Linked DNA regions of Sus scrofa: regions 1, 2 and 4 are each linked to region 3. Evidence: chromatin contacts called from public Hi-C and promoter capture Hi-C data. All regions are on one chromosome and are shown on one strand. Each heading gives the region's core, a stretch centred on a gene start, on an enhancer-like site or on the middle of the called end of the contact. The rest is flanking DNA. Distances are from core to core; before and after follow the strand shown.

Evidence for each region. Promoter capture Hi-C pulls out the DNA fragments that hold promoters and counts their contacts. A called contact is a pair of places that touch in the nucleus more often than the background predicts.
Region 1: a contact with region 3 is called in a promoter capture Hi-C map of fetal liver, with 6 times the contacts expected there. The contact joins the promoter of MRM3 here to the promoter of TIMM22 in region 3. A contact is called at or near these places in 5 of 5 promoter capture datasets (fetal liver, fetal skeletal muscle, liver and 1 more), 33 of 47 Hi-C or Micro-C datasets (adipocytes, adipose tissue, alveolar macrophages and 18 more) and 2 of 2 datasets of contacts at active chromatin or transcription factors (alveolar macrophages and skeletal muscle).
Region 2: a Hi-C map of retroperitoneal adipose tissue shows a contact between it and region 3, with 3 times the contacts expected there. The contact joins the enhancer-like site here to the promoter of TIMM22 in region 3. A contact is called at or near these places in 4 of 5 promoter capture datasets (fetal skeletal muscle, liver and skeletal muscle), 22 of 47 Hi-C or Micro-C datasets (blood, brain, embryonic fibroblasts and 11 more) and 2 of 2 datasets of contacts at active chromatin or transcription factors (alveolar macrophages and skeletal muscle).
Region 4: a promoter capture Hi-C map of liver shows a contact between it and region 3, with 7 times the contacts expected there. The contact joins the promoter of VPS53 here to the promoter of TIMM22 in region 3. A contact is called at or near these places in 2 of 5 promoter capture datasets (fetal liver and liver), 9 of 47 Hi-C or Micro-C datasets (embryonic fibroblasts, epiblast stem cells, fibroblasts and 3 more) and 2 of 2 datasets of contacts at active chromatin or transcription factors (alveolar macrophages and skeletal muscle).

The regions. Positions count from the first base shown.
Region 1 is chr12:47,086,123-47,088,822 of Sscrofa11.1, forward strand. It overlaps MRM3 (rRNA methyltransferase 3, mitochondrial), which reads right to left and starts at 1,271. Exons shown (of 4, transcript XM_021067529.1): 1 at 936-1,271; 2 at 486-672. It overlaps GLOD4 (glyoxalase domain-containing protein 4), which reads left to right and starts at 1,309. Exons shown (of 10, transcript XM_003131815.5): 1 at 1,309-1,464. The coding sequence starts at 1,375.
Region 2 is chr12:47,060,217-47,062,916 of Sscrofa11.1, forward strand. The region is part of intron 5 of NXN (nucleoredoxin); the gene reads left to right. Among named protein-coding and RNA genes, the nearest start is that of MRM3, 26 kb to the right of the region's middle. Within about 2 kb of position 1,340, at least 6 of the 83 cell types and tissues checked have an H3K27ac peak or open chromatin away from gene starts, as enhancers often do. A contact at or near this core is called in embryonic fibroblasts and retroperitoneal adipose tissue, where this site is marked.
Region 3 is chr12:46,901,943-46,904,642 of Sscrofa11.1, forward strand. It overlaps TIMM22 (mitochondrial import inner membrane translocase subunit Tim22), which reads right to left and starts at 1,268. Exons shown (of 5, transcript XM_021067526.1): 1 at 774-1,268. The coding sequence starts at 1,011.
Region 4 is chr12:47,140,352-47,143,051 of Sscrofa11.1, forward strand. It overlaps VPS53 (vacuolar protein sorting-associated protein 53 homolog), which reads left to right and starts at 1,398. Exons shown (of 22, transcript XM_003131813.4): 1 at 1,398-2,700.

The DNA of each region.
Region 1 (2,700 bases), core at 21-2,520, 180 kb after region 3:
AACCCACTGAGCAAGGCAAGGGATCAAACCCAAAACCTCATGGTTCCTAGGTGAATTCGTTAACCACTGAGCCACAATGCAAACTCCAAGTAAATCTTTTTAATAAACATTTTCTCAATTTTTAACTGGACATTAAAGATTGAAAAAGTGACCCCCCCCCCCGCAAAAAATAAGGTCTGAAGGACAGTGATTATTCCTAGGGACCATAAAAAACTCATGACACAAATGACATAAAACTGGTTTCAGTTTCCACTGAAAATACAAGATGCACAGATTTGAGAACTATATTTTTCTGGGTGTCTTAACAAAAAGGTTAAGCACAGTGATACTTTGAATTCGGTTTAAATAAACTCTGTTGCGCTGAGACAACTAGGAACACATATCCCTGGGTCTCTACTTACTAGAGACACACTGGATAACCACTGACCCATGATTCCTTGTGGTGTTACTAGGTCGGACCAATCCTTGATATCCTCAAACTTCACCTTAATGAGGCTAACACCTTTAAGTTTCTCAATGGGTAGCTCCTTTATGTATTCTAGACGGCTGAAGAAGAAAATTTTTGGCACAGCACCAGCCTTGAGAGCGTCTGCAATCAGCCTACGACCTTCCAGCAGGATCTTCCCTTGCTTTTCCCGAAATGGCCTGGATTTAACTATTGTCATCACACTACTGTGGGTGGAAACAAAAAGACAGGTAATTACCAACATGCTCGTTACGGAGACACATCTAATTCTAACAGACATAAAGCCCTTCACAGAAAAAGGAACAAATGAACTAGAATTCCAGAAAGACACTTAATTCTGCCTTCCACGCAGAACAAAAACCAGCAGTTGTGCTTCAAAAAGTCCTCCAACCGGAGGAAAGAGGTCAATGCCTCGCTGTGAGAAGGGAAGAGAAACAAGAATATTCGACAAGCCTCAGGAACACATCACCTCAGCCTTTTGTCCCCGGGGAAAGCCTTATCGTAGCGAAGCCCCGACTCTTCCCAGGTGCTGGGCGTCTGGGATGCGGGAACCTGAAGCGGCTGATTCAGTCGCTGCTCGCGGGAACTGGCCTCCGCAGCCGCCTTCCGGGGCTGCTTCCCGGGCCCGGGCTTCCGCTCCACGGCCTGACCAGATGGAAACAGCACTTTCACCGGGCTCCGCCGCAGCGCCCGGACCCCGCGCCGCGCGCCGAGGTCCCGAGCTCGCGTTACCAGCAGCAATGTTCGCGTGGCCCAACCCACGCGCTGCACCAGCGCCGCCATCTTGCCCCGCACCTTGGGCTTCGTCTTGAAAGCGCGCCGGCGGCGGCTAGTGACGTCACCGGCAGCTGCGTCATCCGTGGGCGGTGCGGCGCCGTAAGCGTGAGAGGTGGGTGGTGTCCGCGGTCATGGCGACTCGCAGAGCTCTGCACTTCGTGTTCAAAGTGGGAAACCGCTTCCAGACTGCATATTTCTATCGTGATGTCCTGGGGATGAAGGTGCAGATGGGGCCGAGAGGGGCTGGCGTGCGAGAAGGGTGCGGGTGGCTGAGCCCCACCCGATCGGGCGAGGGGAGACACCGGTGTCATGTGAATTTCAGCCGGAACCCAGGTTCCGGACCTTAGCCCCGAGACTTCCCTTTGGCTCTGTGGGCCTCAGCTTCTGGAAGCATCGCGAGTGGCGGCTTGAGTTAGAAGAACTTTGAAAGCGGGCTTACACTTATTAGTCAGCGGCTGTGTGCCCGCACACGTCTTTCATTTAAGCTTATTCACAGATGTTTTTTCCTGACGCTTCCAATCTATTGGAAAAGAAAGTAAACAAAAAGTTATATAATACCCCTTGCAGTGAACTCTCCTAGTTTGGACCCTTTCGGCTTAGATATCAGCATATTCAGAGTTCAGCTTCTTTGGGGGCTGGTTTGAATGGTCTCTTTTGAATGGTCACCCACTCAGTTTATCTGAGTGAATGCTCCAACATTCCTCCCAAGAGTCCAGATCTAAGTGTGAAGTCAGAACCCATTCTCCTCTGCAATACCTGGAAGTGGGTTGTCTCCAGCTCTGAGCAGCTGCGATTGATTCTGCAGGGATCGCCTGAGTGGCTAGGGCAGGTGGAAGCCATGGGGAAGCTCCCGATAAGCAGGGATTTTAGATGTTATCAGTGGAAAGAAAAACGCACGACCTAAAGTTTTTGAATTAAGTTTTATTTGGGGACCTGACTGAGGACTATAGCTTGGAAGACAGCCTCTCAGATAACTGAGGAACTGTTCTGAAGGGGTGGGAGAGGAGCTAGAATATATATGAGATTTTTTTACTGGGGGGGGACCCAAAATTAGGTAGTCGAACATCAAAAGAATACTGCTAGTCACAGAAACGGACAACTCAAGTTGATGGTTTTAGTGCTTTTCTGTGTATGGGAAGATGGGTTCTGGGTTCATTGAAATTATTCCTTAAAGGAGTTCTCATTTTCTTTTCTTTCTTTTTTTTTTTTTTTTTTTTCTTTTTATGGCCCCACCTGTGGCATATGGAAGTTCCTTGGCCAGGGATTGAGTCCGAGCCTTTAACTCACTCTGCCGGGCAGGGGATTGATCCCCCACCTCCACAGTGACCCAAGCCACTGCATTTGGACTTTTAACCTGCTGGGCAGTAGCAGGAACTCTTTAGAGGAGTTCTTTTGTGGCACAGCAGGTTAAGGATTGGGCAGAGTCACTGCAGCGACTCTGGTCGTTGCTCCTGTGG
Region 2 (2,700 bases), core at 90-2,589, 160 kb after region 3:
AGGGGAGTGTTTTCATCTCTTTTTATTAGATTATATCACACTGGGGGGTTTTTTTCTTTTCTCTTCCTTTTTTTGCGTTACGCCTGCAGTATGTGGAAGTTCCCTGGCCAGGGGATCAAACCCGAGCCACAGCAGTGACAACGTTGGATCTTTAACCGCTAGGCTACCAGGGAATTCCTACATCATGCACTTTTCAAGCTGCCTCAAATCTTTTTTGGAAGAAAGGTGGAGTAGATTTAAATGCCTAAGATTCTATTTCTTGAGCTCCATCTAACCACCAATACGGTACACGGAGCTCAGCGGGAAGAAAGAAACCAGAACGGTGTCCCAGTGCTGCCCTTGAGTGGACAGAGGGAGATTTACATTGAGAAATAACTAAAGGAGTATGCTGTCTTTTGAAGACCTAAAAAGTATGGGCCAGGAGTTCCCTTATGGCTCAGCAGGTTAAGGATCAGGTGTTGTTGCTGTAGTGGCATGGGTTCAGTCCCTGGCCTGGGAACTTCCACAGGCTACACACATGGGCAAAAAATAAAAATAAAAATGAAAATAAAAGGTGTTGGTCAAATAAGTGCCATTTTGTACGAGGACTGAGAAAGATTGGATTTGTCCCCGAAGGTAGAGCTAGGTGCTGGGCTTCCCCCGGCCACTCTGCTGTCAGGCTGTCTCTCTATATGGAGGCGTCTTCTTCCCAAGCACATGTCCTCAATGAAGCACAACCTTTTTTCATCTCTGAGGGAGGCTGTTGCCCTTTCTCAGATGTGGAGGCCAGCGAGGTGCAGGTTGTATTCTTGGTGGTCAGTGCTAAGGCCCTGAGGTCACCTGAAATTAATACGTTACCCAAGGATGGTCGGTACCATGCAGAGCCAGTTTCAGAATAGGAGGGGGGGTGGTCTCTACGCACCCAGTGCTCCGTGAGATGCTTCTCAAGGCCCTTGGTAGCAGGGTGGGCACAGAAGAGCAATCTCCTAAGGAGAAGTCCCAGCCCTGCAAGGTTCCACCCAAGTTTTGGACACAGAGCTGAGGCTGGAGGATGTCCTGTCAAACGTTGCCAGGGTGCAAAAAAATTAAATCGATCCCTTCTGTCTGCCTTCAGAGAGCAGAGAAGGGAACTCTCCTTTTGGATTCTCTAGCCATTAACATGTAAATATTACAGTGGTAGAAGCCACAGTTGTTAGGTGTGGCCCAGACAGCCAGGACGTGGCAACCACAGCTGAGCAGGAAGAAAATGGAGAGTTTTTCAGAGACACATTCATTTGGCTCAGTCTCTTAAGGCCCTGGCAGTGTGGTTCCTGACGTCAAGGCGCCCCCCAGCTGAGGATCAGAAAGCTGATCTGGAAAGGCCCACGCCCAGGCAAGCAGCAGCCCAGCAGCCACACAACAGAACCCAGCTCCAGCCAGCAAGTGCCCTCTGCAGCCCAGCCCTGCTTGGCCTGGCCTGTGGCTCCTGGTCCACTGGCTGCATGGTGCACACTGCCAGCTGTCTGTACTAGTCTCTCTTGAACTTGAACCTACCTGCTTTCCCGGCTCCCCGCCTTCTGTTTCCTCACTTGCAGGTTCTCTCCCTGGCGCAGTGTTTTGTGCCGACTGCTCGCTTGATCCCTGGCCTCTTTGGCTCAGCCTTAGGACTCACTCCTGCAAGCAGCCTGCCCGACCTTGCCGGCCCACCTTGCTCTGTCCGCGTCTGGCCCTGTCAAGCCAGAGATGCACTACAGCACAGTGAAACGAGAGTGTGAAGAGCCCCACAGCATCCTTCTCAAGGCAGCATTTAATGAAATGGAACAATGGAATAATCAGAGTTCACGGGAGACTCTGGCATGGAGCTCTCAAGCCAGGAAGGCTTCCTGGAAGAGGTCCCTGGAGAGCAGGGCCTCCCAGAATGGATGGAGTTGAGGTAGAAGGTTTGGGACATTCCAGGGCAAAGGACAGAGTAGGATGCCCCAGGTGTACTGTGGGGCAGAATGGGTAATAAGTCTGGTCACGCCACATCTCAGAGGGCCTTGAGCACCAGGCTGTGGTCCTTGAACTTGGCTCTTTGGACTTCAGGGCTTTTTGAAAATTTTACTTAAGGGGAGATCAGTGCAATGGTGACATTTAAGCTGGACTGGAAGAGAAGTCCCAGAGGCACGTTGGCCTCTGGTATTTCTTTCTTCCTTTTTTTTTTTTTTGCTTTTTAAGGTCACACCTGCAGCATATGGAAGTTCCCAGGGTAGGCGTCAAATCGGAGCAGCTGCTGGTCTACACCACAGCCACAGAAATGCAGGATCTGAGCCGTGTCTGCAACCTACGCCACAGCTCATAGCAACAGCAGATCCTTAACCCACTGAGCGAAGCCAGAGATCGAACCCACGTCCTCATGGATCCTTGTTGGCTTCATTAACCTCTGAGCCACAAAGGGAACTCCCTCCTCTGGTATTTCTGATGCATCCTCTGAGCGTCTTGGGAGCTGGGCCTGAGCATCCTTGGCTTCCGGTGTGGGCCAGCATCCTGACAGAGGCCTTGCAGAAGCGCTGAAACTTTGTCAAGGTGTCCATCCATCCAGGTGCTGATGGGAGAGTCTGGATCTTGAGGTTGTGCCTCAACTCATGCCTTTCACAGATGGCAGGACCCATGGCAGGTCTTGCTGGGTTTGCTCCCAGGCTGGTCACCGGCTTCCTGGGGCGCTCTGGGCTGAGCCTGGGCTGTGTGGCCTGCTGTCCTCAC
Region 3 (2,700 bases), core at 18-2,517:
CTGCACCCGTGGCATGCAGAAATTCCTGGGCCAGGGCTCAAACCTGCACCACAGCAGTGACAACGCCAGATCCTTAATCTTCTGAGCCACCAGGGAATTATGACCTTCACTTCTTAATTGCCTTTCATTCTCAATTAGATTTCAACTCATCTGCAAATGTGGTCAGCCTCTTTGCATAGAGGAGAGACACCTACATTCTCAAATGCTCAAGAGGTTAAAAAAAAAAAAAAAAGTCCAGATTTCTTCCCACCTCCTGCCCCCATTCCCTGCTGTCTAGTCATAATGGCCTTTCTGTTTTTCTAATCTCGAGCCACTACAAGCCAGACCTTTGCAAGTGCTGTGTCCTGCCCTGCAGGGCCCTCCTCCAGGCTCCTTCTCAACATTTTTCTTTCTATGTATATTAAGAGGTTAGCTTCAGAAGAACAAGGCTCTTGTCTCTCCATCACCGGGCACGTGATAGCTACTCAGTGACAATCTGTTGAAAAGTGATTAATTAAAAGAGAATGAACAAAGAAATGTGTGAACGAATGAATGAGGTCAACCATCTTACTCCCCCAGGTCCTGATCTAGGGCCGGTTCTCTGATCCAATTTCCAGAGACGGAAGCCTAGAGGGTCTAAGGACGCACTGCTCAAGTTCACTGAACCAGGCGGGGGTGGGTCAAGGTCGAGGCCCACGGACTCCTTGCCTCTCAGGAGCGTGTTCTTCTTGGCAGGGCACCCTGCTGCCGCCCAAGCCCTCGGCCTCCCAAGGGCCCCCCTCACCTCGCCTCACCTCCCACGCAGGCCAGCGCCGCCTTGAAGGCGCAGCTTTCCATCGCCCTCTCGATCATCTTCTGCTCCTCACTCTTGGCGGGACTCGGGATCCCGCCCAGGGTCCCAGGCTCCAGGACCCGGGGCTGACGCTTGTCACCCACCAGGTGCTGCAGAAGAAGGCTGTACTGCAGAGGGGCTTCCGTGGAAGCCGCCGCCTCAGGCGCAGAGACCCCTGCACTGGGGGCCGTCGCCGCCATGACAGTAGCTGCCCAAGAAACCTGGCGTCCTTCTTCCCACAGGCGATTCCACAAGCTTCCCGTGGGCCCTTGCGCGCACAGCCACCGAGACGCAACAGCAGATTCGCCACACCGGGCGAGTCCAAAGAAGTCGCGAAAGCCTGTTCGTGCACACGCGGCAGAAGTGCTATCATGTTCTCTCAAAACCTTCTGTGAACACGGAATCAGGCTTGTGCAACATTCCCGAAGGCAATGATAAATAAGAGTCAGAGTCACCAGAAAGGTCTCTCTTCGTGGCTGAAGCGCGGTGCGTACTGGGATTTGTAGTTCTAATAGGTACACCCCCAGACAGTTCCCAGGAAGCCTTGCGCGGACACGCGCGTCTCTGCCTCTTCTGGAGCTCCTGACAGGCGGAAGGGAGGGAGGGTGCAGCGCGCAGGAGAGCCAGCAGGGGGCGCGCGAGCCTCATCTCTGCCCTGCGAGCCAACTGATTGCTTGCGGGGGTTGTGGGATGGCAGTGGGCTAGAGTGCTTGCTAAATTGACGTAGCATAAATGTATGAAATAAATGTTTTATTCAGCAATTAAGCCATTGAGGGGAGAGAGAAGGGGCCAAAAATGAGTGAACAAATGAGTGAAGCTAGGCAAGCTAAGAAAAATCCGGGACAGTGGTAGGAAGTGGAGTGAGGCTGCTACCCCAACCACGAGTCAGTGGAATGAGCGGTGTGGGACTAGCGTTGCCATGCAAAGCCAAATTTACATTATGCTGATTCAGTTAAACTGCTTACGAACTTGCAGACTCAGAACCTGAAGGTTAACTGTGAGATAGCACCGTATATGAATCCAGAAGAACTTTTGCAGTAGTGTCGATGGCACTAAAATAGATCCCTAAATATTGTATTGATCCAGACTAGGAGTGTTTGGGTGTATCAGCTAAGAGAGCTGTAAATGGAAGCAGAAGGTGGTGAGCAGTAGCCAGTCTACTGAGACACCTCTTTGGTCGCCAGAGTTCTCTGTGCCTCTAAGCAGGGCATGTGGTTCACTTGCTTCTGCTCCCACCAGACCGCTGAACAAGCTCGCCCTGAGGTCTCCAGTGCTTCCCAGTTGTTGAGACTAATTCAGATGCCTTTCACTTGACTCCTCAGCTGTATGTGATACTGTCGATTCCTCCCTGCTTCGGAGTTTCTTCGCAGTTTCGGTGGAGCCTCTGTCCTGGTTTTGCTAGAATCTCTTCAGTTCCTCAGACTTTGCAGGCACCTCTGCCTGATCCTTTCCTGTTGGATGCTCAGGGCCTCATCCTTTATCCTCTTCTCATGCACCTTGCTCTCTCTGAAGCTGTTCACCCACTCATGGCTTCTACCACCACCTCTAACAGAGCAATGGCTCCCAGATTTTTATCTCCAGCTTCAATCCTTCTCAGCAGCATGAAAACCAGTCATTTCCTATAGGCACCTCAAACTCAACACACCCTGCCACCCCCCCTTTCCTTTCAGATGAATGAGGGGCCCAGGACTCTGATTCATGCCTTAAGAGCCAAAGTTGGATCTGAGAGAAGTTGGAACAGCCCCATAGGCAGGTCTCAGGCAAGGGCCTTGGGAACAAGGAGCGATCTAAATGGTTAACCCGTGCGGCTGGTTAGAGAGCAATCATCAATCCCCAAATGAAGCGTCAGCATCGGAGTTGAGCTGAGACCCAAGTCAGCACAGAGAGGA
Region 4 (2,700 bases), core at 148-2,647, 240 kb after region 3:
CCTGACTTGCTAAATCCAATCAGAGCACTCTATCAATATAGTTTTTCAACATATGCTTTACTTGTCTTTCATGAGACCTTTCACGATTCTTTATCTGATGAATACTCTTTTCATACCTGGAAATAGCTCTGTGGAGGCAGGCACTTGGTCTATTTTGTCTGTTGCTAAATTCCCTGCACCTGGATTAGTGCCTGTCACCAGCAGGAACATTCATTAATGTTATTGGATGAATGAATGAAGGGCAGGAAGAGGTCGTTATGGGAACTTGGGCACGTTTTTGTTAGTTTTTTTTTTGTTTTTGTTTTTTTTTTTGGTCTTTTTAGGGCCGCACCCGCGGCATATGGAGGTTTCCAGGCTAGGAGTCAAATTGGAGCTGTAGCTGCCGGCCTACACCACAGCCACAGCAACACAGGATCCGAGCCACCTCTGCAACCTACACCACAGCTCACGGCAAAGCCAGGTCCTTAACCCACTAAGAGAGGCCAGGGATGGAACCTGCATCCTCATGGATGATCGTTGGGTTCATTACGACGGGACCTCCCTGTTTTTGTTAGCTTTTAACTACATCTCCATTTTCTCGTCTGTGAAGAATCATAACTACCAACCTCAGAACTGCCATGTGGATTAAGAGAGACAATGTATACTTAGCATGGTGCCTGGCATATGGTCAGGGCTAGGAAACACGAGTTGGTATTATGATCATTAAAAATAAGCTCTATGAGCAACCAGAATGCTCATATATTGCCGGTATGGAATGCAAAAATGATACAGTCTGCTTTGGAAAACAGTTGACCAGTTTCTTATAAAATTAAATACAGGCTTACCATACAACCCAGCACTCCCACTTCTGGATATTTAACCAAGTGAAGTGAAAACTTATGTTCATACAAACACCTGCCCATGAATGTTTATTGCAGCTTTATTCATAATTGCCCCAAACTAGAAACAGCCCAGATGTCCTTCAACCAGGGAATGGGTAAACAAACTGTGGTTTATCCAGATAGAGGAATACGCTCGGCAAGAAGAAATAAACTAGTGATACTGCAACAATAAGGGATGAAATGCAATTGCTTTATAAGTGAAAGAAACTAGACTCAAAAGGAGACATATTGTATGATTCCATTTATACAACATTCTGGAAAAGTCAAACTATCAGGACAGAAATCTGGTCAGTGGCTGCCAGGGGATGGGGTGGGGCATGAGAGAATTGGGGGGATGGTGAAACTGTCCTAGGACTTGATGGTGATGGTGATTAAATGACTATATGCATTTATTACAACTCAGATGTTATAAGCTAAATGGGTGAATTTTACTGTATATATTTCTTACCATAAAAAATTTTTAAAAAATCCAAGATAGATAATTATCTTTTCTTTTTTATTTTTATTTATTTATTATTTATTTATTTGTCTTTTGTCTTTTTAGGGCCGCATCTGCAGCATATGGAGGTTCCCAGGCTAGGGGTCAAATCGGAGCTGTTGCTGCCAGCCTATGTCAGAGCCACAGCAATGCCAGATCCGAGCCGTGTCTGTGACCTACACCACAGCTCACGGCAACACTGGATCCTTAATCCACTGAGTGAGGCCAGGGATCAAACCCACAACCTCATGGTTCCTAGTCGGATTGGTTTCTGCTGCGCCATGACAGGAACTTCTCTTTTCTTTTTTAAAAAAGGCATTTATATTTCTTTTTCTTTTTCAAAAAGGCATTTACATTTCTTTTTCTTTTTTCTTTTTGGTCTTTTTAGGGCCATACCCATGGCATATGGAGGTTCCCAGGCTATGGGTCGAATCGGAGCTGTAGCTGCCAGCCTACGCCAGAGCCACAGCAACAGCAGATCCTAGCCACGTCTGCAACCTACACCACAACTCACAGCAACACTGGATCCTCAACCCACTGAGCAAGGCCAGGGATTAAACCTTTGTCCTCATGGATACTAGTCAGGCTCATTAACCACTGAGCCTTGACGAGAAATCCAAAAGGTATTCATATTTCTGATTACAAGAGTGCTACGAGCTCGTAGACATTTGGGGAAAATATGCAAAAAATATGTTCCATCACATGCAGAAAAGTTGTAGTTCCTTGCTGTCATTTTTCTAGGCATAAAACACACACACACACACACACACACACACACGCAAACTGCGACCATGCCATACATTTTGGCTTCCTGAAATATATTATGCACATGTTTCCACATAGTTAAATATTTTTAAAACTGTGATTTTGAGTCAATACTATTCTATTATATAACCAATTTGTACTTTTAAGACTTCCTTTATTGTTAGAAATTATATTGCTTCCATCTTTTCTTCACTACAGTTTTGATTTTAAAAAAAGCAGCAGCAGCAGCAGCTCATTGGGGCCAAAGAGTTTCATAATGTTTAACTGGTAAAACAGCTCCTTCTTTGGCTGCAAATATCTCATTGTTTTAAGTGTCTAGAAGAAAAGTTGGTTCCACAGGGTGACCTGACCTCTTTTTTTTCTTGTGGCGCATAAGGGCTAGACACCCTCATATTACATGTGTTACTAGCTTAAATTTGCAGAGCACTTTTAGTATTTAATTCCTGCCCCATACTTGCAAGGCAAACAAGGCCAAAATCACACAGCTCATCAGACTTCGACTCCACATACTGAATCTCAAAGTCATTATTTTCGCAGCTGTGGGGCACTGCCTAATCATCTGGCTCTTTCCCGGCA